5 separate regions of the Mus musculus genome follow, and regions 1, 2, 3 and 4 are each linked to region 5. Evidence: chromatin contacts called from public promoter capture Hi-C data. All regions are on one chromosome and are shown on one strand. The core of a region is the stretch at or near the end of the contact, and the rest is flanking DNA. Distances in the headings are between cores, read along the strand shown.

What was found. Promoter capture Hi-C pulls out the DNA fragments that hold promoters and counts their contacts.
Region 1: a promoter capture Hi-C map of pre-B cells shows a contact between it and region 5, with 5 times the contacts expected there. The contact joins the promoter of Nudt4 here to the promoter of Slc25a3 in region 5.
Region 2: a contact with region 5 is called in a promoter capture Hi-C map of pre-B cells, with 3 times the contacts expected there. The contact joins the promoter of Ube2n here to the promoter of Slc25a3 in region 5. A contact is called at or near these places in 2 of 39 promoter capture datasets (cranial neural crest and pre-B cells).
Region 3: a promoter capture Hi-C map of pre-B cells shows a contact between it and region 5. The contact joins the promoter of Ndufa12 here to the promoter of Slc25a3 in region 5. A contact is called at or near these places in 1 of 39 promoter capture datasets (pre-B cells) and 1 of 484 Hi-C or Micro-C datasets (CD4 T cells).
Region 4: a contact with region 5 is called in a promoter capture Hi-C map of pre-B cells. The contact joins the promoter of Hsp90b1 here to the promoter of Slc25a3 in region 5.

What each region holds. Positions count from the first base shown.
Region 1 is chr10:95,562,721-95,565,420 of GRCm38.p6, reverse strand. Nudt4 (nudix (nucleoside diphosphate linked moiety X)-type motif 4) reads left to right here and starts at 1,275. Exons shown (of 5, transcript NM_027722.5): 1 at 1,275-1,759. The coding sequence starts at 1,664.
Region 2 is chr10:95,513,793-95,516,492 of GRCm38.p6, reverse strand. Ube2n (ubiquitin-conjugating enzyme E2N) reads right to left here and starts at 1,331. Exons shown (of 4, transcript NM_080560.3): 1 at 1,256-1,331. The coding sequence starts at 1,285. It overlaps Gm46239 (a long non-coding RNA gene), which reads left to right and starts at 2,237. Exons shown (of 2, transcript XR_001779843.2): 1 at 2,237-2,293.
Region 3 is chr10:94,197,622-94,200,321 of GRCm38.p6, reverse strand. Ndufa12 (NADH:ubiquinone oxidoreductase subunit A12) reads right to left here and starts at 1,287. Exons shown (of 4, transcript NM_025551.4): 1 at 1,192-1,287; 2 at 290-372. The coding sequence starts at 1,277.
Region 4 is chr10:86,704,093-86,706,792 of GRCm38.p6, reverse strand. Hsp90b1 (heat shock protein 90, beta (Grp94), member 1) reads left to right here and starts at 1,349. Exons shown (of 18, transcript NM_011631.1): 1 at 1,349-1,486; 2 at 2,397-2,499. The coding sequence starts at 1,438. Ttc41 (tetratricopeptide repeat domain 41) reads right to left here and starts at 982. Exons shown (of 16, transcript NM_001003910.2): 1 at 776-982.
Region 5 is chr10:91,122,698-91,125,397 of GRCm38.p6, reverse strand. Slc25a3 (solute carrier family 25 (mitochondrial carrier, phosphate carrier), member 3) reads left to right here and starts at 1,431. Exons shown (of 8, transcript NM_133668.4): 1 at 1,431-1,482; 2 at 1,692-1,840. The coding sequence starts at 1,696.

The sequences.
Region 1 (2,700 bases), core at 26-2,525, 4.4 Mb before region 5:
GAGGCCTTCCAGGAATGAAAAACAAAACGGATGTGGCTGTCTAAACAGTTCTGTGGGAAGTGAAGCTCCTGTAGGTTAGGAGTTCGGGTTTTGAAATAGGGTCTCATGTAGACCAGTCTAGTCTCACCAGTTCTAAATGGCAGGGAATGGCCTTGAATTCCGAATCCTTCTGTTTTGGGCTCTCAAGTGCTGGGATCACATACCTGGGATTCCACACCTGATTTGGATTAGGGGTTTTCTTGAATTCCAGTGATGTCAGGTCTCCTACTTTTTTTCTTTTTCTTTCTTTTCTTTCTTTCTTTCTTTCTTTCTTTCTTTCTTTCTTTTTTTTTTTTTTTTTTTTGGTTTATGGTTTTAGGTTTTCGAGACAGAGTTTCCTCTGTATAGCCCTGGCTGTCCTGGAACTCACTCTGTAGACCAGGTTGGCCTTGAACTCAGAAATCTGCCTGCCTCTGGCTCCCAAGTGCTGGGATTAAAGGCGTGCACCACCACTGCCCACCGGTCTCCTACTTTCTATCTTGGCTCTTCAATAGCACTGAAATATTGGGAGTTGTTCCAAGTGCCTAAAACTGTAAGCTTCCAGACAACAAACATCCCACTGATTTACTGCTATGGCCTTACTTAGAATGAGATACACACAGAATAACAGCCATAACCAGTGTTCATGAATGCACTCTGGAGGGTCAGCGGAGGTGGGGATGCCACAACACAGACAACTGGCTATAGTCCACTTCAAAGCCTCAGCTGACTCTTCAAGAGCACATAAAAGCACTCTCATCGAAACAGAGGAAGTGGGGAGAGGGAGAAGGAAGGGGAGAGGAGAGAGAGAACTCAATGAATTTAACCTTCCTAGCCTTCACAAGCAATGCTAACCGCGATGCTTCAGTAGTCCTGCCATGGCTCCGGGGACCTTGGCTCCAGGACCCAGTACTGGGGTCCGTCCCTAAAGGGAACTCTATCGGACCTCTAAAACGGAGAACGAGGAGGTCTCTGCTCGCTTCCCTTCCCTGGCCTTGTACAAAGCGCACCCCCCCCCCCAAAAAAAAAAGGCCTCTGGAGCACTCGCCCGCGGGCAGGGCAGAGCTGGCGGAGCCCTAGACTTAGGCCTCGAGCCCCGCCCCCCGGCTGGTCGAAGCCGCGCCCCCAGCTCCCCACCCTACCCCCGCCCGGCAACGGTCCTGGCGCGCAGGCGCACTGGCGCGCCCAAAGGAGGGAGCGCGCCGGCGCGCGCGCGCGGGAGCCCCGCTTAAATGCGGGCGAAGGGGGCGGCGCGCATCCTCGGCGTCTCTGCCCGGTCTGCACCGTCGCTTCCAACTGTCTCCGCGTGGCACGAGCCACGAGCCGCGCTCTTCCCCCGGCGGCGGCGGCGGCGGCGGGTGCAAGCAAGGAGTGGCTGCGAGCGGCGGCGGGCTCCATGGAGAGCGGCGGGCGCCGGAGCAGAGGCGGCGCTTCCACCGCTGCGCCCGGACTGCAGTGACCCGCGTTCCGCCCCGCGTCCCGGCGGCCGCCCGGCCTCGCCGTCCGTGTCCGTGCCGCCGCCGCCGCCCGTCCCACCGGCGCCCGAGCATCGCGACTTCCTTCGGCCCGACTCCCCGGCGGGGTGGCGGCGGCCGGGTCCCCACGGTGGCGGCCGGAGCAGCGGCTGCAGGAGCCCGGCTCTAGGATGAAGTTCAAGCCCAACCAGACGCGGACGTACGACCGCGAGGGCTTCAAGAAGAGGGCGGCCTGCCTGTGCTTCCGCAGCGAGCAGGAGGACGAGGTAAGCGCGGGGACAAAGGCTGGCGACCGGGCTTCATCCCGCACCCCCCTGCACCGCCCGGGCCTGCGGGTCACCGGCAACCCCCACGCCCGGAGCTGGAGATCGGCCTCCGGGGTTCGCCAGCCTGCCTTTTAGACCTCCCATTAGGTCGCAAGCTGTTGGCTTCATTACGTAGATACCTCCTTTTGCAAAGCGGACTCCGCTTTTAAAGTTTTTCTGACGACCGAAAGATGGCCAGCGAGAGATGTGGAATGACGCCAGAAGGGACAAGATAGGCCAGGAACGGGGCGAAGTTGCCCTTTTCAGCCCGGCCATCTCTCGCTCTTCTGGTTTCTCAAGGCTGTTCTGCGGTGTGACTTGACATCTGGGAAGGAGCGGCGTGTGATTTTACCCGACCCTTCGCCCTGCTTTGGACGGATAGGGACCTTTGGAGTAATCTCTGGGAGAGCCTATTTTATTTCACTTCAGTTCTATTCGGTTTTAAAATGATTCCGTTTTCATCCTGCTCTGGATAGTTCAGTCACTTGGTAGCTGGGGGAAATCTTGTAGCGCTGCCACGCCTAAAATGAACTGATAGAGGAAAAAAAGTTAGCGTTCTGAGTTCTGCTTCTGTAGCCGCGTCCAGGGAAGCACCAAGCATAAAACTGGAGATGGGATCTAATGGCTTCCTTATTGCTAGCCCCTGAAGTTATGATAAGTATGACAGCGTACACTCAGTGGTGGTTAACAGATAGCCGCGTGCTTGAAAGTTAGGATCTTTAAACCGCTTTTGCTTTTTATTTATTTATTTTAAAGGTTGATTTGAAAGCTTCTAAGTGTTAAACCCAAATCCCGAAGGAACTTCTAGAGAAAGGTCTTTGAGCTGAGTCTACTTAGAAGAGAACGGAATATAGGACCTTTTAAAAGTGCACAAAGGACAAAAAAGGCCAACAAGCCTTAAA
Region 2 (2,700 bases), core at 82-2,581, 4.4 Mb before region 5:
AAATGTATTCTTCCTTTGTAAGAGTTTTTATCCTATGAAAGGGCTTGTTTTTCTAATTCAAGCACCTTTCTGTCAATGACACCCCAGCCTCACAGACATTTGTGACTGCCTGAAGAACTACAGTGTCTCACACCCTTCAAAGAGGCCCTCCACTTACTTTGTACAAATCTCCCCTAAAACTTTGGAAGAGTGGAACAATGCTATAAATATATGTTCAGTGGATTACAGCAAGCAAAGTGAAGCTTCAATTTGAGCACTTAGCTGGCAAACTGGGCAGTGCAAGATTTTTTTAACCAATTTCCTACATTAAAAAAAAAAACAGATGCCAAAAAATGTTAAAAATTTAGTTTTCTTGGGTTATAACACTATGAAGACTTAATGGTGTTATGTAAAGATTTTAGGAAATCAAGATACGAGGTTTATACCCCCGTGGTTCCTTATGTATTTATCAAAATTCAGTATCCCTAAAGAGCCCCAGGGCCGCTCAAATAAGGCGCACAAAAGCTGAGAGGCAAACTGTTTCACAGATCATCCCCATAACCGAGGCCCTTGAGGCCCTTGCCTCGGAGAAGAGAACAGTCTCCAAAGAGTTAGCCAGCCGAAGTACAATCACAGCGCTACCCAGCAGAAACACCGGGAAGCGAACGCGGAAGCCAGGGCAACCGGGCGGCCAGCCCCGGACGTCGCTAGGAGGTGCGGGGCAGCCAGGACCAACCTGTGCTGTCGCCGGCAGAACCCCGTGGCCCTCCCGGAGCGGCCTCTCCCGGCCCGCGGCCCCGCCCGGCTCTCGGGGTCGGTCCATTCATTCCGCACCCGGGACTGCCGCAGCCCCGAGCCCCTGCGGAGGAAGAGAAGGGAGCTCCGGGGCAGAGCGGCCGGCCACGGGCCACCACCCGCGCCCAGAGTCCAGGCCACGCCGCGATTCCCGCCCCGCGGAGGAACAGAAGCCGCCGAGGCCCGCACCGGTCCCGCGCCAGAGCCCGAAGCCCGCAGCCCCGCCCTCTCCCGGGCAGCCGCCAGGGCCTCCCCGGCCGCGGCCGCACCGCCCGGGCGTCCCGCTTGTCCGGCGTTCAGAGGCGGCCGGAAGTCTCCCCGGCGCCCCCTCCTCAGCGCCCGACTTCCTCGCCGCCGAGGCCGGACCCTTCTCCGCGATGCCTTAGAGAGGCCTCTCGGAGGCTGCGGAGGGAAGCGGACGGCCGCGCGGCCCGGCGCGCCGGAGCAGAGCCAGTGGCCCGAAGCCCGCCTGGGCGGTTACCTTGATGATCCTGCGGGGCAGCCCGGCCATCTTGTCAGATCCCGAGTTCGGCCTCTGCTCTTGTCTCCGGCTCCGCTCTCCTCACGCTCGAGTGGAAGTCCCGGGCTCCACTTCCGGGGAACGTCGCCGCGCCCGCCTGTCGCTACCTCCGCCGAGGCCCCTCGGGAAATGTAGTCCCTGCTAGGACGCGGGCTTCCGACAGCCTTCCCTCCGACCTGGTGGCCCCCTCCCCCGCGCTCCCCGCCCCAACCCCAGCCGGGGGTGGCGGAAGTGACGCTCCGCGGCGGGGCAGGGACTTGGGGGGAGGCGGCGCGAGGCGGCGCCGAGCTTCTTGGCCCGTGGCAGAATCGGCAACACTGGGCGGCCGGCGTCCACGAGCGAGCGCTGTACGTGCGACCACGCCTGCGTCGGGGGGCGACGTAACAAAGGCCCGGCCCCCGACGCAGCCCATTCATTCATTCGTTCCGTTTGTTCATTCAGCGTGTCCGCAGTGCGCGTGGCGGGCTGGCGCTGCAGCGGTTCCCTGCGGACAGGGCAGGCGGGTCGCGCGCTCCTCCTCGGTGGCGAACAGGCCGGAAGTCAATACCAAAGCTTCTAACTGGGAATAACGCTGCTTGCCAAGGACCACACACACACCCGCGACAAAAAAAATTTTTTCTAAACGTTTAAATTTCACATAAAAAAGGGGGCCTCTCTGGCGCTCCCCAAAAGAGAGTTCGGAACAAGGGAGGAGGCAAAAGGCACGGCCTCTAAACGCCTGGATCCTGCAGGATATTTAATCTTTGTGGTTGTTGGTTTTCCTGAGAAAGGGCTCCCTATGTAACCAAGTCTGGCCTGGTGCTCTCTATTCTGTACGCACCGAGCTGACTTGGAACTCGTGATTCTCCTGCCTCTGCCCCCTGAGTAGAGCTAGGCTTGTGCCACCACTTAAGGTTGAGCCTAGCAATCGAGATTTACGTGCTAACTAGAAGAAGGATCTGATTAGAGTGTAAGGGTCCATGCATGATTCGCTGAAGAATGATACCCCAGACCCAAACGGTATGTAAACGCAGAGAGGGCTTTATTCTGCAGAAGTCCAGCTTGCTAGGGTCTCTCATTCCAAGATGGAGACCTGGAAGTGAGCTCACAGTTCAGATTTAAAGCACATTAGGGGTGTGGTGGGGACATGAGTGGCTGAAAACTGTTGCTGAGGAAGTCTGGAAACTACTGCTGACCCACTGTCCTTGCTTCAGGCCAGGTGGTGGGGCAGCTTCTGAGGCCTGGACTTGCCTAGTTCTTAGAAACAGGGATTTAGGCCTCGTCTTCTGAATTGCCAATTTGAAGTCAGCCTAGCCTTCTCAAGGGGATAGAAAAGCCTGTAATCCCCAAAGGCGTTGGATTACTCATAGAATGAGGGCCCTAAAAGTGGAGGTGTCTCACAAGGATCGCTGGGTGTTTCCATTTCT
Region 3 (2,700 bases), core at 38-2,537, 3.1 Mb before region 5:
CCATCCATTTATACACACACACACACACACACACACACACACACACACACACACACACACACAAAATCTATAAATACTGGGCTGGAGAGATGGCTCAGCGGTTAAGAGCACCGACTGCTCTTCCAGAGGTCCTGAGTTCAAACCCCAGCAACCACATGGTGGCTCACAACCATTTGTAACAAGATCTGACACCCTCTTCAGGGGTGTCTGAAGACAGCTACAGTGTACTTACATATAATAATAAAATAAATCTTAAAAAAATAAAAGAAAAAGAAAATACTGCACTCACCAAAAAATTGCTTGTTGTCTTCGTAGTATTTATTTCCATATTTGTCTTCTCCCACCAGTGTACCAATCCTTATATCATTTGCCCTTTAAGAAGTACACAGAGGAAAAAAAAGGCATCTCAGAATGATTCACACTGTTCAAGACAAACCCAGAAACAGACCGTACCACCGACTGTTTCTGCATCGACACAAGAACGAGATGCTACGGGGGATGCTCGCTGCTTGTACACCTCTAGCCTTCAGCCGAAGGCTCTTGCCACTCAACGCTCACGAATTAACTTTCTGGCAAAGAGCTCTGGAGTCTCCTGTGTTGTCCCAGCAGCATGCAGACAGGTGTGTGTGTGTGGGGGGGGTAATCAACCAAACAACTGATGTGCTTAGATTGCATATAAAACACTACTTTCCAGCTACGGTCCACGTATGTAGATACGTGCACCCTGAGACACTAAGTTAGCAAAACCTTCAGGCAGTCAAAGTACTTCATCATCTTCGTATTACGAGTGTCCCCTGGATTATTCACTGGTCCTCCGGATTTGCTGCGATTTATGGGGCTAATCGGGACTAGCATGATCGCCACCTTCAACTTCTTACTGTACACAGTGCAGAGGAAAACTTGCCCAAGGTCACCGTGAGGGGTAGAGGGGTTGCTATGCTAAGCCTCATTACACCCCAGGACTCGAGCCCGGAGCATCCCGGCTACCCTAGCACCTGCGTCACAGCTCCGCCACTAGGGGCTGAGTAGGGCCCAGAGACGTCTCAGTCCAAGGAACTCAACTCTTGGGACTGAACTTGTCCTTGACCGGATCCCTGGACCTCCAAAGTGATCTAATCTGAGCTCCTTTCCAGGAAAGCAGCCAGCGGAGGTGCGTCCCCAGAGACCCAGGGTCTAGCCCTGGCCTCCTACCTGAAGAAAACCCGTAGGAGGCCCCGCAGGCCGCCGTGGCCGGTGACCTGCTGCACGCCGCGCTTCAGGACCTCCACCAGCTCCATTCTCATCTGCATGGTCCGCCCCTTCCGTGTTCGGGTAAAACCCGCCGGGCGGAAGACGAGATACTCAAGGCGCCACCGTTTGGAGGTTCCTGCTCGTCAACCGGCCGCGGAGGTCGTTCTACGCAGGCGCAGAGCTGGAGGTCGCGCAGGGAGGATTATCTGGGGTTTTACAGTACAGGTTGGTGTCTTCCTAAAGGTGAAATTAATGTTTTCGGAGGCTGTACCCAGAAAGCGACCCTGCGGGGAGAAGTACGCCAAGCAAAGCTTTCCCAGATGGGAGTTTCTCCTGTCGAAATAAGTTTCTTCCTCCAGACAACGATGACGCACATTCCAAAAATTCCTTATAGCACTAGAAGCTAAGAAATGCATTACTGACCCCACAGCGGTATTGTACATTTAATACAGAGTGCGTATGATTTTGAATTCATTAAGCGTCGGTATGCTGGTAGATGAGTGATGAAGAATTGCAAAGAATAAGATTAAGTAAAATACCTGAAGGATTTGTTATTTTATTGTTGCAAGGTGTAAGCACAGACACTAGGTAGACTTCATCACAGAGTTAGTGCTTTACAAAATAATAAAATAAATAAACAATACTGGCAAACCCCTAGCCATAAAAAAGAAAAAGAAAAGAAAAGAAAGAAGAAACTAGGATTAATAAAATTAAAGATTAAAAATAGTTAAGTGTCAAGTCGACAAGGCTGGCCAGATTGCGAACCTCGGGAATACACCTGCCTCCACATCCCTGGAACTGAGTCTACAAAGGTGCCACCATACCCGAATTTTCTACATGGGCTCTGAGCTGTAACTTCTTTTCTCACGCTTGCAAGGTAGGCTAAGATCAAACCCAGGTCCTTGGCAAGAGCAGCTAATATTCTTAATTTCATTTTAAAAATATTTTGCGTTATTTGCATATTGTTTCCAAGCCCTGTGTGTCTTTACATATTCCTCACAATATGTATGTTTTTTGATGACTAGAATGCAGGGGAGTCACAGGAGACTTCTGATAGCAGGATAGAAGGCAAATTGGCCTCCAGCTCTTTCCCTTAGAACACAGCCAGTAGGCAGTAAGGAGCAGAACAGAGAGACTCTGGCCATGCCCAGATTCTGTCCCACTGCAAGTCCCAGCTAACAGCCACTAATACTCAGTGACTACAGAGATTTAAACCCATGATTTCTGCCAGACCCCTGTTCTGACTGAATGGAGATAGGTTGTCCCTGACCACCTCTGTCTGTATTATACATTCATGTGAAAATGCACACTTCTAACTGGTAGGTTTGGGGTGGCTAACCGCAAAACCTTGATGCTTGACATACTGCCAATAGTTTTGAAGCCCCTTCTATATCCTTCCCCGTTTGCACCTTCCTCCTCCCTTCCCAACTATTACCTAGACTTGATGCTCTTGCTTCTTGACTACATTTT
Region 4 (2,700 bases), core at 100-2,599, 4.4 Mb after region 5:
TGGTGGAAAATTGGTTAAAATGAGGCTAAAGAGCTTAGAAAACATTTCGGAACGTACAAGCTGGCCTTAGGGACTTCCCTCACCAGAAAGAGCCTCTTTTGCTATCTTTCGGAAGGCGGAAAGGTGTTTCTATGAAGTTACAAAGCCACAATCCAGGCTGTTTTGCAAGCTCTGCGGCTTTTGCTTTCAAGTATCTGCATAAGTTCTTTCCTGTTCTATGCTAGCCTGGACTTCACCACCGCGCTCTCTGGCTGATTCACAAAAGAGGCTCTAGATTGCCCAGTCATTCTTTGATATTTATGGGGATGTCAAAGGAACTTGGGTCCTTGTTTCCTTCGGGGTTGGAGAGCCCCTGCCACCCTCTACTGCAAACCAAACCAGAGAGGACAGGAAATGCGAGCAGCGCAACGCCAAGTGTAACTGAAGGCTCTAGGGACCCTGAGTGACGCGCAAGAAAGCGGACGTGGAAACCCGGGTGCTACCACCAGCCCAGAATCCAGGGCTGACCCTCTGACACGGTGAGACTAGGGCTACGCGGGGCTGCTTTTCAGGTCCGCCTCTGAAAACTGTGTGCATTAGAGTCCTAGAACAAGCACAGATCTATTCTGCAATCTGAATGAGGTGGAAATCCTATAATCACTCAGAGACATTTCCCGCGGACACAAGATTGGAGTAAGCAAGGGCCAAGCTACGCAACTGGCTTAGATGCCAGAGACTACAATTCCCAGCATTCATGAGATTAGTGCGTTGCATGCCGGAAACTGTAGTTTCTCACCACCATCCAAACGCATTCCGGATATTCAACCCCTCACAAATTTCTCTTTTGCGAAAAGAAACGCCCAAAAGAAAGGTGACGGCGAACGTAGCGCTGAAAGGACTCGTAACGTGACCCGCGTCGTAGACGAGAAAAGGGTAAAGGACGCATTGTCTTGGCTACCGTTTCCCCTAGTCACGGACTAAACGTTCGCTAGAAGCCGGAAGTGGTTCCCCGGGACCTCTAGGAATGGACAGACGTGCTATGCGCCTACGTTCATTGGACGGTTTTCCTCAGGGACCAAGGCTTCCCAGGCCAAAGGGTGGCCCGGTGTGTGAGGGCCCGCGGAGCCATCTGATTGGAGGAAAGCCGCTGGACAAGCCCAATCGCAAGGAGCCACGCTTCGGGCATCGGGCACCGCACCTGGACAGTTCCGATTGGCGGGCTGCGGTCCCCCCCCATGCGTCTCCATTGGGTGCAGAGAGTGCGTGGTGAGGCACGATTGGTGAGTTCGTGTTTCCCGTCCCCCGCCCGCAAGCAGTGGGGTGAAAAGCGGCCCGACCTGCGCGCGGCTTAGTGGGCGGACCGCGCTGCTGGAGGTGTGAGGAGCTTAGACTCGGGATTGGGGGGGTGGAGGCGGCTCCTGAGACCGAAAAGGACTTGCGACTCGCCGGCCACGCACCATGAGGGTCCTGTGGGTGTTGGGCCTCTGCTGTGTCCTGCTGACCTTCGGTGAGTGACCGGGCGGCAGTGGGCGCCCTCCCCTTCCTGTGTGGCCGCTTCTCGAACGTTCTTGGGGCGTTGAACCTGGGTTGGGGACGCCGGGTGGCCTACAGGGGTTTCAGGGACCATCTCGTTCCCTCGAAGGAGACTTGGGTGATGATGCTTTCCCTGAGGCCTCTGGGAAAAGGCGACTTGGAGACCGGGCATTTAAATAAATACCCTGCGGATGGTGCTAGAGCGCTCCCCGAAGTCTCGCTGACGGGGCGCGGTCTCTCGGACTCTACTCCCGGGGGAAGCCTTCCTGGAACCCCTCCCTAAGGACTTTTGTGATCAGGTCCGACCTTTGGCCACCAGAGCCTGAGGACCCCCAGCCCCTGCCCTCTACTCCCGGAGCGCGTTTCTGTTTTCTAACGCCCGACTCGCGAGCGTGGGCCCTCGGGCCAGCGTCGTGGCGGTGGCCCAATATCTGATTCCGATGTGCTTCAAGAGCTGTCCTTGACATGTCTTCCCCTTTGGGCCGGATTTCAGTTCCCCTCAACAGAAGTTGCACAAACCCTGTTTGCATTCTGACCTGTGATAACTAAGTGAGGCCCAAGTTTTGGCTTGGCCAGTGTAGAGACCTCCTCTCAGCTGTGCGCAACACGTGTGGGTGTAGACGGGGGCCTCTCTCACTGCCTAGGATAGACACACGTGATGGCTGCCTGGCCTTCCAGAGTCAACGGGGGTCTTGAGCATTCATATTTAAACTTTAGCGTGCAAACTTACCTTGACATTGGTTATTGACGTCAGTACATAATTCTTCCATCTCAACAGCTTGTATTTACTTACTGAATTGTGTTAACTCTTGCCCCCGTTGATATGGCTTTTTATGCGAAGGAGAGGAAGCAATAGTGTGGAGAGTTGTAACCTTTCTCCCCAGGGTTCGTCAGAGCTGATGATGAAGTCGACGTGGATGGCACAGTGGAAGAGGACCTGGGTAAAAGCCGAGAAGGCTCAAGGACAGATGATGAAGTTGTGCAGAGGTCGGTGCATTTGAAGCTATGTTGATAAGCTCTGCAAGTTAGTGGGGCAGAGTGGCTGTTGGTGTTTCTCCATTCAGATTACAAGGTCCAGTGCCCAAAATGTTGCTAATGATACAAAATAACCAGAGAAGATCTTAGGAGTGCCCATTTATCTGCAGGCAAAAGCTCCTAGCAGTCTGCTCCTGGGAGTGACTGCTGATT
Region 5 (2,700 bases), core at 182-2,681:
TGCTGTTTGCTGTCATGCCTCCCCACCATGATGGACTCTTATCCCTCTGGAGGTGTAAGCCAAAATGATGTTTTATCATAGCAGCAGAAATATGGCTAATTTAAACCTCTTCAGTTTTTTATGAAAAATGTTTTATAAATTTCATCTTTAAAGGTTTTTTAAAAAATGGTGGTGGTGGTGGTGGTGGTGGTGGTGGTGGTCTGTGTGTGTGTGTGTGTGTGTGCATGAGTGCAGGTGCCTATAGAGGCCAGAAGATGGTGTCAGATCCCCTGGAGCTAGAATCAAGGTGGGTACTAGGAATCAAGTACCAGACCTCTGAAAGATGTTTTGTAAACATTTTTTTTTTTTTTACATCTTCTTGATGTTTCATAAACTCTAAAAGTATTTCTTCTATCCAGGACCAATTACATAATTTGAAGGACCTAGGGCAAAATGAATGAAAATGTCTTTTGTTTGTAAATGTTAAGAATTTTTAAAGGACACAGCAGAGCACTGACTGCAGAGGTAGACTTAGTATAACTACAATAGTCAATACAGGAGCCAGCTCTAGTGGTGTCTTGGGTTAGATAAAAAGGCTTAATAAAGATGAGATAAACGTCCCAGGAAAATGTTAAACGCAAGAATTACAACAGGTTTGATTGCTTCTAAACTCTCCCTCGTGGAACTTGGCCCCCGCTTGTTGACATCAGAGTGATGATGATCTTGTAAATGTCTGAAGTACACACAGTCCTGTCTTACACGCACACAGTTCATCGGTTACTTTCATGTCAGCGCATGCCTGTGCCTCCAGGAACGAAGCCTTGACTGACTGTTCTCAGGGGCCATGGACATTCTGTGAGGCAGAAGCAGTTTTATGTATTGTATGAGTTCTTCCTGTATATCCTTTCCACCAGAACTTGGTGGAAAATTTAGACATGCCTATGTCAAAAGTCAGTGTGATGGAATTTTTTTCTGAAAAGTCCGATGATGGCAGGAATTCCGATCAAAGATCTTGTAGTGATATCCTAGCTTCCATACCTGAATAACGTATCACTTAAGCATTCATGTCTTTAAAAGTTTATGCCCGCAATCACTTAAAGACATGTAAAAATTCCTGGCGCCAAGGAGAAAACACCGGAAGGTGAAGGGACAGAGTGAGTAGGTCACCTGCCCGTCCAAGGCCAAGACTACACTTTAAAAAAAAAAGGGGAGTGGGGGAGGAGGGCGCTTTGGATCTGCGCCTGCGCAGTAGGAATCCTCCTGCGCACTAGCAGGGCCGGAAGGGCTGGGGTTGGACGTGGGCGGGGATAGGGTTGCTAGGAGGACGCGATGACGTCCAGGTTCTGCGCTCCTCTCCGCAAATGAGAGGCGCGTGGCGCAGTGACGCTCTGCGTGCGTCACGGTGACGCCGCGCGAAGGGCACGGATCTTCGGGCCGGGAGGACATTCGGCCTCTGTGAGCCGCAACCTTGCCCAGCGAGCGGTTGGGTGTTCGCCATCTTAGGCAAGTGAGCGCGACCGGGCCTCGCCGCGGCGCGGAGCCTTGAGTCCCTTGTGGCCGCCGCCTTGGCCGTGGGCCCGGCCGGGCTTGGCGTCCCTGGGGAAGAAGCTGTGACCTCCTCAAGGGCGCAGAGCCGGGCATGTCTCGCGGGGCTCCGGTGACATTGCCCGGCGCCGGGTCTCTCTCACCTCCGCCCTCTGTCTCCCCCGCAGGAGGATGTTCTCGTCCGTAGCGCACCTGGCGCGGGCGAACCCCTTCAACGCGCCACACCTGCAGCTGGTGCACGATGGCCTGTCGGGTCCCCGCAGTCCCCCAGCTCCGCCCCGGCGTTCCCGCCACCTGGCCGCCGCCGCCGTGGAAGGTGAGGTCGCACCCTGCCCTGTGGGAGCGCTGGTTACATGCTGCCCCCCTGCTCTGCCTCCCGAGTCCTGGGCAGGAACTGGAGGTCGGGGAAGGACGCTTCAGCCCTGGACCCGAGGACCGGTCTCTCGCTGACCCTGGGATGGCAACTCTGACACCCTAGGCCGCTGTCGGATCCTTGGCCCTCCCTCAAGGGCGTGGAAGGGCCCAGGCCCAGCGCCACTCAGTGACCTCCGTGTCCCGAAGGGAGTAGAGGCAGAGAGGTGGTAACCAACTTCTTTATCTTCCCCCGTGAGCCCGCTTGGTCAGCCAAGTATACTGGGTAAAATCTCTTTTTAACCACTAGCCAGACACAGTTGCAACTCCATAACGTTTATTTGACTTGCCTTTTTAAAAATTACCTGGAAAACTCTCCTTTGATCTCCTTTCCCAAGTTTTATCTTTTCATTTAATTGTATATGAGGTAATGGGGTTGGGAATCTCTTCCTTTTGTGCTACTGGTTGGTGAAGGAGGTGACTTGCAGATTATATGAGGTGTGCATTCCTTTGAGTTTATGTTTTTGGGATTTGAGCTGGGTGACTCAATAACTGTATGTTTTAAATCCTAGTGGAACATAAGTACAAGAGAAACCCGAAAGCTGAATTATAGGCCTCAAGAGAAACGTTACCTACATTGTGTGTGTAAAACAGAAGTCCCCACCCACACCCCAGTCATTCATGTGCTTCATGCGTCTTAAACGTGATTAGAAAACTCCTTTTCACTATCTCCTATCGTTTTCCTCTGATTTCAAAAGCTAAAGCAAATCTTTGTATGTTTTTGACTGCAGGAACTAGGTATGACTTACTTAGTTCATAAGTGAG